3 separate regions of the Sus scrofa genome follow, and all the other regions are linked to region 2. A link is a contact called in public HiChIP or PLAC-seq data. All regions are on one chromosome and are shown on one strand. The core of a region is the stretch at or near the end of the contact, and the rest is flanking DNA. Distances in the headings are between cores, read along the strand shown. Region 1 has its middle 150 kb from the start of TMCO5A. Region 2 has its middle 64 kb from the start of FAM98B. Region 3 has its middle 130 kb from the start of SPRED1.

What was found. HiChIP or PLAC-seq counts read pairs in DNA pulled down with a chosen protein or histone mark.
Region 1: a contact with region 2 is called in an H3K27ac HiChIP or PLAC-seq map of alveolar macrophages. The contact joins two enhancer-like sites. A contact is called at or near these places in 1 of 47 Hi-C or Micro-C datasets (heart right ventricle) and 2 of 2 datasets of contacts at active chromatin or transcription factors (alveolar macrophages and skeletal muscle).
Region 3: an H3K27ac HiChIP or PLAC-seq map of skeletal muscle shows a contact between it and region 2, with 5 times the contacts expected there. The contact joins two enhancer-like sites. A contact is called at or near these places in 2 of 2 datasets of contacts at active chromatin or transcription factors (alveolar macrophages and skeletal muscle).

What each region holds. Positions count from the first base shown.
Region 1 is chr1:133,236,353-133,240,555 of Sscrofa11.1, forward strand. No RefSeq gene overlaps it. Among named protein-coding and RNA genes, the nearest start is that of TMCO5A, 150 kb to the right of the region's middle. Within about 2 kb of position 2,524, at least 40 of the 83 cell types and tissues checked have an H3K27ac peak or open chromatin away from gene starts, as enhancers often do. A contact at or near this core is called in alveolar macrophages and skeletal muscle, where this site is marked.
Region 2 is chr1:132,880,892-132,884,728 of Sscrofa11.1, forward strand. No RefSeq gene overlaps it. Among named protein-coding and RNA genes, the nearest start is that of FAM98B, 64 kb to the left of the region's middle. Within about 2 kb of position 2,325, at least 34 of the 83 cell types and tissues checked have an H3K27ac peak or open chromatin away from gene starts, as enhancers often do. A contact at or near this core is called in alveolar macrophages and skeletal muscle, where this site is marked.
Region 3 is chr1:133,149,048-133,152,889 of Sscrofa11.1, forward strand. No RefSeq gene overlaps it. Among named protein-coding and RNA genes, the nearest start is that of SPRED1, 130 kb to the left of the region's middle. Within about 2 kb of position 1,549, at least 37 of the 83 cell types and tissues checked have an H3K27ac peak or open chromatin away from gene starts, as enhancers often do. A contact at or near this core is called in alveolar macrophages and skeletal muscle, where this site is marked.

The DNA of each region.
Region 1 (4,203 bases), core at 1,274-3,773, 360 kb after region 2:
TAATGAGGGAAGTGGGTGAACAAATACCTTAATCTCATATTCATCCTTCCCTCTCTCTATGTCCTTAGACAAACTTGACTGGAAGCCTAGGAGGAAGGAAGCACATAGATGGAGTTGGTACAGCTCAGCCTCACAGGGCACAGAGTGTAGAGGAAGATGAAGAGCAGGTCTGGAGGGGCAATCAATCAGAAGACAACTAGCATGGAATTTTCCACTTTCCCATAATTACTTTGTTTCAAGTGTGGATACTACCTCTCTTGTAATTCTTTAAAATGCAAGTAAGGCAAGATTATGACATTTAAAATAGTTTGCTGAAAGCCTGAGGATAAGAGGGGTTTACAATGAAGAAAACAAATTTAAACCTCAGGATAGCTTTCCTAGCTCCTGAGTGCATTGACCATGCCGTTTTCAGGGAGTTCCTCTTTGTCTTTCTTCGGCCTCTGTTCCAGCCACGTGGAAAGGGCCATTCCACCTCACCCCAGTGGTAGTTTCCTTGATCTCTTCCTTCATGTCTAAAATATGATCCTACTCTCCTAAACCCTTTTCTTTTCCCAGGATGGTCAGTATCAGGGACATGAATTCCATTTGGGAAACCACTATCCTCACTCAAGGTAATGGTCTGGGCATGGAACATATTCTTCCAATTAGCAGTGGATAAAGTGGTAGTGTTATGAGCGTCAAATGTTCTGGAGAAGGAGTCATATCAGGGTTGGAAAGAGCGTGAGTAGGGAAAGGCCAGGCCAGGGTCCGGAAGAAGGGAGCATGGACCAGGACTGCTACTTAGGGGGTCTGCAGGTAGGTACTCGGGACTTCTCAAGAGTTCCAAGTTGGAAGACCTTGGTTCACTTTCCCTGTTTATCACTTGTTAGCTGTGTGATCTTGGACAACTGACTTAATTACTCTGAGCTATAATTTCTAGTTTTCTTTATTTCATTTTAAAGGGATGATAAGAAAAAGTACATGAAAATATTTTGCAAACTGCATGGTCCATATGAAGATAAGCACTTTCTAATAATTGTCAATCATTTTTTGGTTGCTACGATATTCACAGGCATGATACACTCTCATCATATCATGCCATAAATTTCAAGGGCAAAAGCAAACATTGAGGAGGAATATAAGCCTAAAGGTCAGCTGTGAGTGGGAGTTTGGTTAGTTGAAAGAGCCCCTGGTGGAGATTTTGATACAAGGCTCCCTCATGTCACCGCCTGCTGGATCATGCTTAGTTGAGAGTCACTTTCTAGGCAGGTTACAGACTGGTAGGAGGTAGAAAGGTAGGAAATGTGTTTTGTTTGGCTTTCGCAGAATTATGAGTTTTAAAGTAGGTGTCAGACACATGTACTCTGATGTTCATTGCAGCACTATTTACAACAGCCAAGACATGGAAACAACCTAAATGTCCATCGACAGAGGAGTGGATCAAGAAGATGTGGTACATATACACAATGGAATAGTACTCAGCCATTAAAAGAAATGAAATACTGGCATTTTTAGCAACATGGATGGACCTAGAAATTATCATGCTAAGTGAAGTCAACCATGCAATGAGACACCAACATCAAATGCTTTCACTGACATGTGGAATCTGAAAAAAGGGCAGACTGAACTTCTTTGCAGAACAAATGCTGACTCACAGACATTGAAAAACTTATGGTCTCCAGAGAAGATAGTTTGAGGGGTGGGGGGGATGTGCTTGGGCTGTGGGATGGAAATCCTGTGAAATTGGATTGTTATGGTCATTATACAACTACAGATGTGATAAATTCATTTGAGTAATAAAAAGAAATGAAATATAAAAATTTAAAAAAAATTATAAAAAAAAATCAAGTAGGTGTCAGAATTTTAAAATCGGAAAATTTTCATAGGAAAAATACATATTTCTGCCTTCTCTTGAAATACAGAATTTCTGGTAAAACTGAGTCTACATTCTTGAAGTTTGGCTGGAGATAGAGGCTGCCCCTTTAGACACAGCGTACGTTTCCAGCTGGTGTCACCTATTTGTGTCACCTACCCATTGGTAATTGTTTACCATCAGTGGGTAAGACTATGAAGGAATCATTGAAGCTGGAGCCAGAAGGACCTCAGGGTGTCACAGAGCCCTGACTTTCCTTTTAATCAGGTCAGAATTTGCTTTCTCCATTAAGCCTCCTGGCTTAAATGATCTGCCCAACTTTATCCAGCTTCGGGTGAAGATGGACCCAGCGATGGGAAAGTCTGGCTGGAATTGAGGTCAACTACCTCCCAGCAAAGGGCCTTTTCCTAGCACGGAGTGTTCCTTCTCAAACAGCAGATCACCATTTCTTAAGCCCTGTCAGTGGAGCCATTGTGAGGAAAGGTCAAACATTAGACAAGTAAGGCTTCAGGAGCCTCACTGCAACACTTCCAAACACTGGAACACACATAAGCTCTAGTGTGGCTGACCAGGAGCCTGCCGCCCTTCGGCCCAGCCCCACCAGAACAAAAGTGACCAGCGGAGCAGGGCCGGAAGGGCTGTGAATGTGGAACAGCTAGTGTCCTTGACCCTCTGGCCAGGATCCCAGGCTGAAGAAACCCTCTGGGTTTTTCTCAGTGTGGTATGGGGAAGGAAGATGAGGGTGGGGAAGAAGGGGAGAAAAACAGATATAAAGCATAGTTGTTGTCTCTTTTCTCCCAGAAACTGAACTTTTGTGTTCCTGTGCCACATGTGTGCTGTGAGGTTTTCATTTTCTTTCTCTTTCTTTCTTTTTTTTTTTTTTTTCTGGTACTGGGATTGGTGTGTTGCTGTGCTGCCGAGTGTTTGTTTTGGCTTCTGGAGGAAGTATTGACAAAGGAAGTGGGAGGACAAACACGATTTTGTAAGCAGCCGGCCTGAGAGGAACAGTAAAACGGAACTGGAGACAGCATGTCAGGGTTGAGATTCCCTGATACTGTGTAATGCCAGCATCCCTAGAGCTTGTGGTCACTGAGGAATGGACATGTGGGTGCTTTTGGAGCTACAGGGGGTTGTACTGATTCTGTCAGGGGACTCTGTTGCAATTCTGATTTCTAAGCTCCTGGTAGAGGCTTTCTCTAGGCCTCAGCTCCTGTCCTGCCCCCCGCCCCTGTTTCTTCCCCTGCCCACATGTCAAATCCTCAGGCAGCAGACCCATCTAACAGGAGATGGTCTATGCTAAGAGAATGTGTGTGTGTGTGTGTGTATGTGTGAAGCCTGGAGCCTCAATTCAGAAAGGTAAATGTACACATAGAATCAAGGGTAAATAGTTGGAGAAACCCTCTTTGCTATAGATTTCTTGGAAAATGGATCAAGGCACATTAGAGGTGGTTGAGGTGCAATCTTTGCTGGAGACAGAAGGCAGTATGACATACCTTGAATTTTTCCCCAGAGGGATGAGAAGATGGCTGAAATGCCATATTTAGATGACTCTTAGGAATTGTCAAGGGTTGGAGCCTTAACTTAGGCTGAACCCATTCCCTGGGCCTTTGGGTACAAACTGTTCTTTAAAATGGTGGTGTTTTCTAAAGAGTATATTTTTTATTTCCTATGGACTAACCTTAGAAAGCCCCCTTTATTGGCTTTTGGGTAATAGATCTACATAGAATGCTGTACTGTAATCTTTGATAGGCCAGATTGCTTTAAGGTCTCTAACATACTTTGGTTCTTCTGCTTCCACAAGGTAATAGGGAAGGAGTGGGGCAGGGGAGGGATCAATTAGAACAGTAAGTGATTTACAGGAAATATTACTGTTTTGTAAAACTGTAGCACATCTGTAGCAGTTAGGCCATTCATATATGTAAAGCTCCTGGTTAAGTACTATTTCTCAGAATTAGGTATCTTTCCCACGTGAACTGGGCAAAAGGGCAGATGGAAACATGGAGTGGGTTAGACATAGAGGGAGCTTGTGAATGTACAAGTCTGTAAATGTGACAAATATATCTCTAAACTGCTATCAGTTTAAATTCGTCTCTAAATAGGTATGAGCAGATGTGCCTCGCTGACTAAAATTTCTGGCATCGTTAGTTCTGTGGATCCCTGCTGGGACTGCCACCTTGAAATCCAGCTACACTTTATCCCTAAAGGTACTCTTTGTGCATGTTATTCTGAATGAGGAGATGATAACATTAATATTGTTTCTTGACAGTTCTCTTGAATTTTCTTTTTTACTATATTATTGAAAAATAAAAATTATATATATTTAAAGGTGTAAGACATGATTTTTTTAAAAC
Region 2 (3,837 bases), core at 1,075-3,574:
TCTCTTCCTTCTTAGTTCAGTCCAGAAATCTCAGGGGTCATGGGTCTGAGTGAAGAAGATGCATATGATATCTTTGGGAGGTGCCAGGGACCCACATGAGGAAATCATGGCAATGTGGGCAGTGACATCTCAGAGGCAGGTGGAGGCTCACAAAAGGAATACATACTAAGTGAGATGGAGGAGGAATGAGCAAGTAGGTATGTACATTGGGGATAATGGTCTCTGGGCTTCTCACTGTTGAAGAGGGTACTTACAAACATGGGAAGGGGAAAGCTAGAATGAACAATATGGTGTTGAATTGGAATCAGAATTAACCAAATAAAATTTACACACACACACACACACACACACACACACACACACACACACACAGATAAAGAAATAAAGATTATGTAAATGTACATCTTTGTATGCATATACATACATATATTCCTGGGTCTGTCCACTGAGAAGGCCTGAGAACAGAAACACTTCAATAACAATGAAGTACTTACCACCTGGATCTTGATCTCTAAGTACCGTCCTCCACCAACAGGTACTATTGGAGCTTACTGGAGAAATGGCCAGTTTCAGCGCTGAGACAGGGAAAGTATAATATGAGCCTGGAACATCTGAGTAAAGTAGGCAAAGTAAAAAAGTACTCAAAAAATGTTGGAGACATGTCAAAGGGCACAGAAGTGAGTGTGAAGGGGCTCACACTGGCCAATCTGGGGCAAGAGAGCATCAAAATAAATAATGATAAGAGTGGGTCATAACTCTTTTAAAAACCATGAGTCCACCCATATAAAATGAAATAAATAATAAATGCAGAAAAGAGAAAGCTTCACCTTACAGTAGGATGTCATAAGGAGTGTAGAAAGGGATGTTAAAACCAGCAGGTAAAGTTTGATGACTTTGATAAATGAATAAATAAATTGTACTATTAACAACCACAACATAAAGACAGTATTGGGGAAGCGAAACTACTCGAGTTTCCACTGACCAAAAAGAAGACAAAGGGAACTTCAATAGGGATAATAATCTGTAAAAGATTAAAATGTATCAAACATGTTTAATCCAAGAGTTCCTTTATTAAAAAAAAAAAAACTCAAAAAATCTCATTGACTGCTTCTGAAGGATTCTAGGAAACCACCTCTTTTAGAGATACACACTCAAATGTTTATAGATGAAATGATATAGATTCAACTCAATCCTTTTAGAATTTTCTTCAGAATACTTGATGTGGGGGAGAAATTTAAAGTATATATAAATAAGAGAAGCTCGGAGCTGAAAATTGTTGAAGATGGGTGCTTTGCATATATGCTTTATCTTGTTTTTATTCCACCTACTTTGCATAGGTTTGAAATTTATCATAATAAAATTTTCATTTTTTTCAAAATTAGTGTACAGTCTCAAGTATAAGGCCTCCACAAGTGGCATTCACAGGAGCCCAAGCAGAGCAAGAATACAAATGTAACAAAACCCAGGCTTAGCCTCTTTTGCCAAGCTGGTTACCTGGAAGGGTAGGGCTATCTGATGGAAGAAGGAACTTTTTTTAAATCGTTCACTTAGAAACCTTTAATTGCTCTTCATTGTGGGAGATCACCCTTTTCCAAATGTGCATAAAGGTGACTATCAGGGGCAGCAACTAAAAGCTAATATCACTGAGGACAACCTCTTCTCTCATTTGGAGAACTGCAATGGAGCTGTAAGAACCACGCAGATCCCGCAGCTGAAGCAAGGAACTATGAGAGAGAACAGCACAGTCGCCTGTTTCCAAGGAGCAGTAGCTGCAGCAGAAGGTCTGGTTTGCACTAACTCGCGGCCACTAGGAGGTGCAAAAGACGCAATGCAGACTCAGTGACAGGCGGGGATTACATGCATCCCCAGTTCCAGCAAGTGCTTCGGACTGCTTCAGAGAGGCTCAAAGCGTACACCTGGCAATTATCCCCAAGCAGCGTCCCTAAGGTGCGGGTGGCCTCAGGAACACAGGCCAACAAAACACAAGCACACACAACACCCAAAGCATTCCTCAATTCCTATAGCCCCCGGATGCTGGCTAATATCCCCAAACGTGTCATTTAGCGATTCCGGCCAGCTGTGTGAACTTGTATATTCCCAGGTTATTTGGCAAGCAAACATTAGGAACCCAGTTTTCAATAGATGCCTTTCAAAATGGTGACTGGCTTTGCTTCAGGTCACTATGACTTAAATGGCTAAAAAATGTATTTTAAATTGCAGGTGGTCTGCTGCTTGGAAATCAGCCTCCTCACACTGCAGCACATGCAGTATCCTTCTCCCCGCCCCAGCTTCACCCAAGCACCGACAGTCGGCCTCCCACACATTCCCACGCGGCGCGTGCACGGAGAGAAGAAAGGCAACGCCGGTTCTCAGACTGGCCGCGTGGGGAGCCTGACTCCTGGGTTTCCTCCCTAGTGATTTCCCGATGAGGCTGCTGCAGGAAGCAGCCCTGCTTTTCTCCCAGAGGAGGCCAAAAGTCAGAAGAGAGGAAAAGGCTGCTGGCAACGAGGCACACCAGCCCCCCCCCTCCTGGGCCCCAAGAGAGAGCAGGGGAAAGGTTGGACAAAAGATCCTGAACAGATCATTTTACCGGAATGGAGAGAGAAAAAGGAAGGTTTGTCTAAAGCTGATTCCTTTACTCCAAACACTTCTCATCCGGATGCCTCTGCATTCCTTCCTGGATTCTATCCCCCGCCCCCGTATATATCCCTTCATTACTAGTTCTGGAAATCAGTGAGTGTTAGGTTAGCACCGTGCTCATCCCACGGTGTCACCTAGCAACGTGATTTCATAAATAGCCACAAAAAGGGCTAAAACTTCTTTCAAAGACATCAGGAAAATCGCTTAGCACTTTTAGAGCTGGTGTGAAACAGTCCAAGTCTCAGCTCTCCAGTTCCCAGCCTCTCTTTTCCCATTCTTAGTTTGACCTCCCAGCATGTTTACTGTTTATACTCTTTTTTTTTTTTTTAAATGAACATAACATTTCCTTCTACAGGGTCACCTAACAGCTGTTCATGTAAAAGTCTCCCAGTGGTTTTGTGGACTTTATTCAGCTCAAAAACAACTCAAAAGCCAAAGCATTCCTGCTTAATCCTCATCTCTTGCATTTTAGAATAATTCAAATTAAAGTTGTAGAATACTAAGGCTGGGAAAGTAGGTAAGTTAAAACCATCCTAACCAGATAAAAGTTTTACAGTTTTATTAAAAGTTTAAATATACAAGAACAAAAAGGGTGCCCTTAACTAGACCAGTATCTGGCAAACATTAATTAACTTAAACATCCAACATACATATTTCAGTCATCTGTTATATTTTAAATACTGTTCTGGGTGACAATACAAGGATGAATAAGGTTATGCCATTGAAGGATTCACAAGGTAGTAAGAAATGGTAGGACATTCCCATTGCGAATGGACTAACTAGCATTCAGGACAAGCCCCAGACTCCTAATTCTATAGTTGTTAAAGATGGGGAGTTGCAGATGAACAACCTTCATATAAAAACCATGAGCACCCACCATGCTCCATGGCTGGAGCAAGGGGATACACATTGCTGCCATGTACTGTGACGAGAAACTGTGAGGTTTAGGAGGGAGAAGGGTCTTACTTGGGCTGTGTTAAGTTTGAGATGTCTAGTATATGCCCATTTCAGTCAACTAGGTGAAAAGTGGACATCCAGTCAAACTGGAGCCCTGGAGAGAGGTGGGTAAAGGGACTGTTAATAAAAGCAGGGGCAAGGGGACTGACAGTGATGGGGAAGGTCCCTAGACAAGCCATAGACCAGTACACTGACTGTGACCAGCTTCAGGCCAAACAGGACAAGGGGAGGAACGGCAGG
Region 3 (3,842 bases), core at 299-2,798, 270 kb after region 2:
AATGTATCCTCTGCCCTGAAAGAGTTTAGAGTCTACTGGGATAGATGCACATTCTTTAGCAGCAATAAATTTTTATACCACTTCATATTTGACAAGCTGCTTTCACATAAATAATCTTAATTGGTCTTCACAGTAGCCTGGCAAAGTAAATAAAGTATTATTGCTCCATTCTACAGATTGACAATTAGAGTAAAAATAAGGCCCATTATTTATCTGGAGACTTATAGTACATTAACTTCTTCCTCTATCTTACTGCCATTATGCAATCAATCACCAAGCTGTATTGATTCTACCACCTAAATGTCTCTGTAATTTTTGCTTTCTGCACTATTTCCACCACCACTGCCTTAGTTGAAATAAGCTCATCTTTTCTTGCCTGGGCTATTTCAATAAACTCCTAATTGGTCTCCCTGCCTACAAGTTCTGCCCACTCCAATCTGTCACCAGAATTATCTTTCAAAAACAGAGATGATTATGCCACTCAGCTGAAAAACACTTGCTGGCTTCTCTACCCATCAATATAAGTTTCAAATTCTTCAACATGACATAAAGGCACTTCACAAGGCTACCCTAGGCAACCTTCCAAACTTCACCTCTGGATGCCTGTCAACTCTGACCCCTAGTCCTATACACACAGAGGAGATGCTTCAGCCACACTGAACTTGCACTCTTTCAAACCTCCATGCCTCCATCTGATTAGCTGCTTATCCTTTAAAACCAAGCTCAAGCGTACCAGCTCTGAGAAACCTTCATGGGTATGGCGGTTTTGTTTTGTGGCTCCTTGCCCTGTGATTCTAGATCTCTTTTCATTTTTGTGATACAGTTTATCGCAATGTAGCATGACTCTTGTGGAGTCAGACTTTCTTTCTCCTCAGGCACTATACTAGAAACCTTCTAGAGGGAAGGGTTTGCATTTTAATCATTTTTGAGGTAATCCTGGAGGCTCTAGTGCTAATGAGGAAGCCCCGTGCTAGAGTTGCCAAACTGGTCAACAGGATGCTCAGTTATATTTGCATATCAGAAATAATGAATGATTGTTTAGTATAAGTGTGTCTCATATATTGCATTGCATGGGACATACCTATACTAACACTAAAGAAATATGAAATTCAAATTTAATTTTTTTTGGCTGTCCTGTATTTTATTGATAAATTTTGGAATCCTAACCCCTCTGGACCTGAAATCCAGTTCCTCTACCCCATGGCACTTAAGCACTTCCACATTGCAATGTCTAGTGAAAACCAAAGCTGCAATTTCCGCCCCACCCTCACAGAGCTTCCGGCTTAGTAAAGAAGTTACAAAAACTATTTCTAGAATACATAGTTAACACCTAACAGCTGTGTGTTTTTGATAAACATTGACATGGTAAACTACATACTACATGTCTGAGGACACACCTAAAAATTCATTTCATGGGAGAAAATAAATCTTTCTCTTTGTTTTGTTTGTTTTGTTTTTTGTTTGTTTGCCTGATAAGAATATACTGAAGGGAGTCCGGAAGTGGTTGAAATGGCTTGGTTGCATTTTTAATCAAACAACCACAATATTGAAATTAGTTTAAACTTAGTCAAATTGCTTACCTCTTCTGTACTTCCTTTTAAAAAGTGTGTATGGAGAGGGAGGGGGCCAAGGAGGGTAACAAAACTCTTTTGCCTACTGAAATGACCATCGAGTTAAATGTGTAACTTCATAATAGGCATTCAGATGAGGGCAGAGGCAAAAGTCAGGTCAGGAGCATTACTAAGTTTTCAGCTCTTGTTGCAGAATGCACAAACCTGGAATTGGAGCCAGGCGATTGCAAAAATGATTCCAAATCTGCATGGTAACAATTTAGACCGACTTCCACTCCTGCCTGAAATTTAGCAGCAGAGGAAGTTCTTTTCCTGGCTGTCTGCCTTCACCAGGCCTCCCCCACCCCTCAGTACCTCAGGCTGCTCACTCCCCACATCTGTTTCCAAGCCCTAGAGTGCAGGGTCACAGCATGGCGCAATAAGCAGCATTAGCAGGCAGCATGAATCAGTGGTAAACCTTTGATTTTAATTCCTTGCCTCTCCTGGAGAGGAAGTGTGGTCTAGTGGTTAACCCACTAAAAAAGCAGCTAGGAGGCAAAATTCCTGGTCCTCTCCACCCTCCCGTTCTATTCTTGTTGGAACACCCTGCCCGTCAAACAGACATTTTTTTTTCTTTCAACTTTTGCTCTACCATGTTTTTTCCTGAACTGACTTGATCATAAGATTCACTTGGGAAACTTGTTAAATGATTCCTGAGACCCATCCCAGAACCTCCCAATGAAAGTCTTAGGAATCTCTACTTTTAACAGGTACTACAGATATGTCTTCATAATCAGATTCAGCTCAACTGTATGCTGGTTACACATTATTCAAATGACAAGAGAACATTAGAGAAAACCACAGCAAGAGAACTGGGGTGAAAGCATATCTACCATCAGGTTTGCTGTTACAAGCCCACGAGAAAAAGGGCAAAGACAGAATAAAAAGATGCAGATTCCAGATCTAGTTCCAGGTATCTAGAGCTATGTGAGCTTGGGCAGGTCAGATAGACTCTCCCGACTGCATTTTCATCATTTTAAAAATGAAAGTGATTAGATCATCTCTTTCAGTTCTGTGATTCAATGAATTATTTCTGTGATTTCACAGAAATGCCAAGATGGACTCGGAACATCTCTTTTCCTGAAAATGACAGTGGGTGCACTCACCGGGGTGTGGGCTGGCTTGTTTGGGGTTGTGGGCAGACAATGGAAACAAGTGGCAGCCGGGAGGTTTGGGGCCACAGCCGCAAGGAGGTTTCTCCCCCAACTCCCCCCTTGAGGCTCTGCAGCTGGCCTACTTATGCAAAGGCTTTGGCTCTTCTTTCCTTTTTAAAAGCATTTCTGACTCGTACATTCCCCTGAGGAGAAGAGATTCATCGTTTTGCGGAGAACTTGCACATGCTTTCCTGAAAGGAAGAAAGGAGGGAGGAATGGGAGGGCTTGGCTGGATTACTGAGCAGGTTAGGGCTGCCAAAAAATGAGTCTCCCCATGTATGATTAACATATACCCAGCACATCATTAGCTCTGAATATGCCCAGCAAAATCCTTTGTCCCACTTCCACAATGCCTAGAAGGGCATTCTTGTTAGTGGACTGCACAACCACCTACTTGGCCTTCTCTGGATGGGGGCTTGGAGGCAGGTTCCACTCCAAAACAAGGCGGGCAGGGGAGGGGGTGAGTATGGAGGAGGAGAAGGGAGCCTTGGAAGTCACAGTGAGTCATGATTGTAGGAAAAGGATGTCTTACAAAGCCAACGCAGAACTAGCTTCCTAGAAACATCATGACAGGTCCCACGAAGCCCACATTTGGTTCTAATTATAACATTGCCCACATTTGAACATTTCAGTTTTCCCATGGTAACAAGAGGGTTTTTGAGGAAGAGGACTTTGACTCAAATGTCCTCTATACTTCTAATAGTGGGAGCTGGTTGGACTTCAAAAAAGCAGTTATTTTTGCTGTTTTACAAAGGAGATATCACTGGCCTGCCTATTCCTATTTATACACCTTTACATTGGAGTTAAGCACATTGTACTGTGTAATAAGGCCAAAATGAGCTACATATCAAAAAATGTTTTAATAAGGACCAATATGGGCAACATTAAAAATATCAGAAAAAAACAGAAACCTCAAATAAGTAGAATTTGTTTCTCCCCTCAACTTGAGACAAATGGCAAAACACACACACATGCGTGCGTATACACACACACACACACACACACACACACACACACACAAAACAATGACTTAAAAAGCAAGTGAGCAGATGCAAACTCTTGCATTTAGAATGGATAA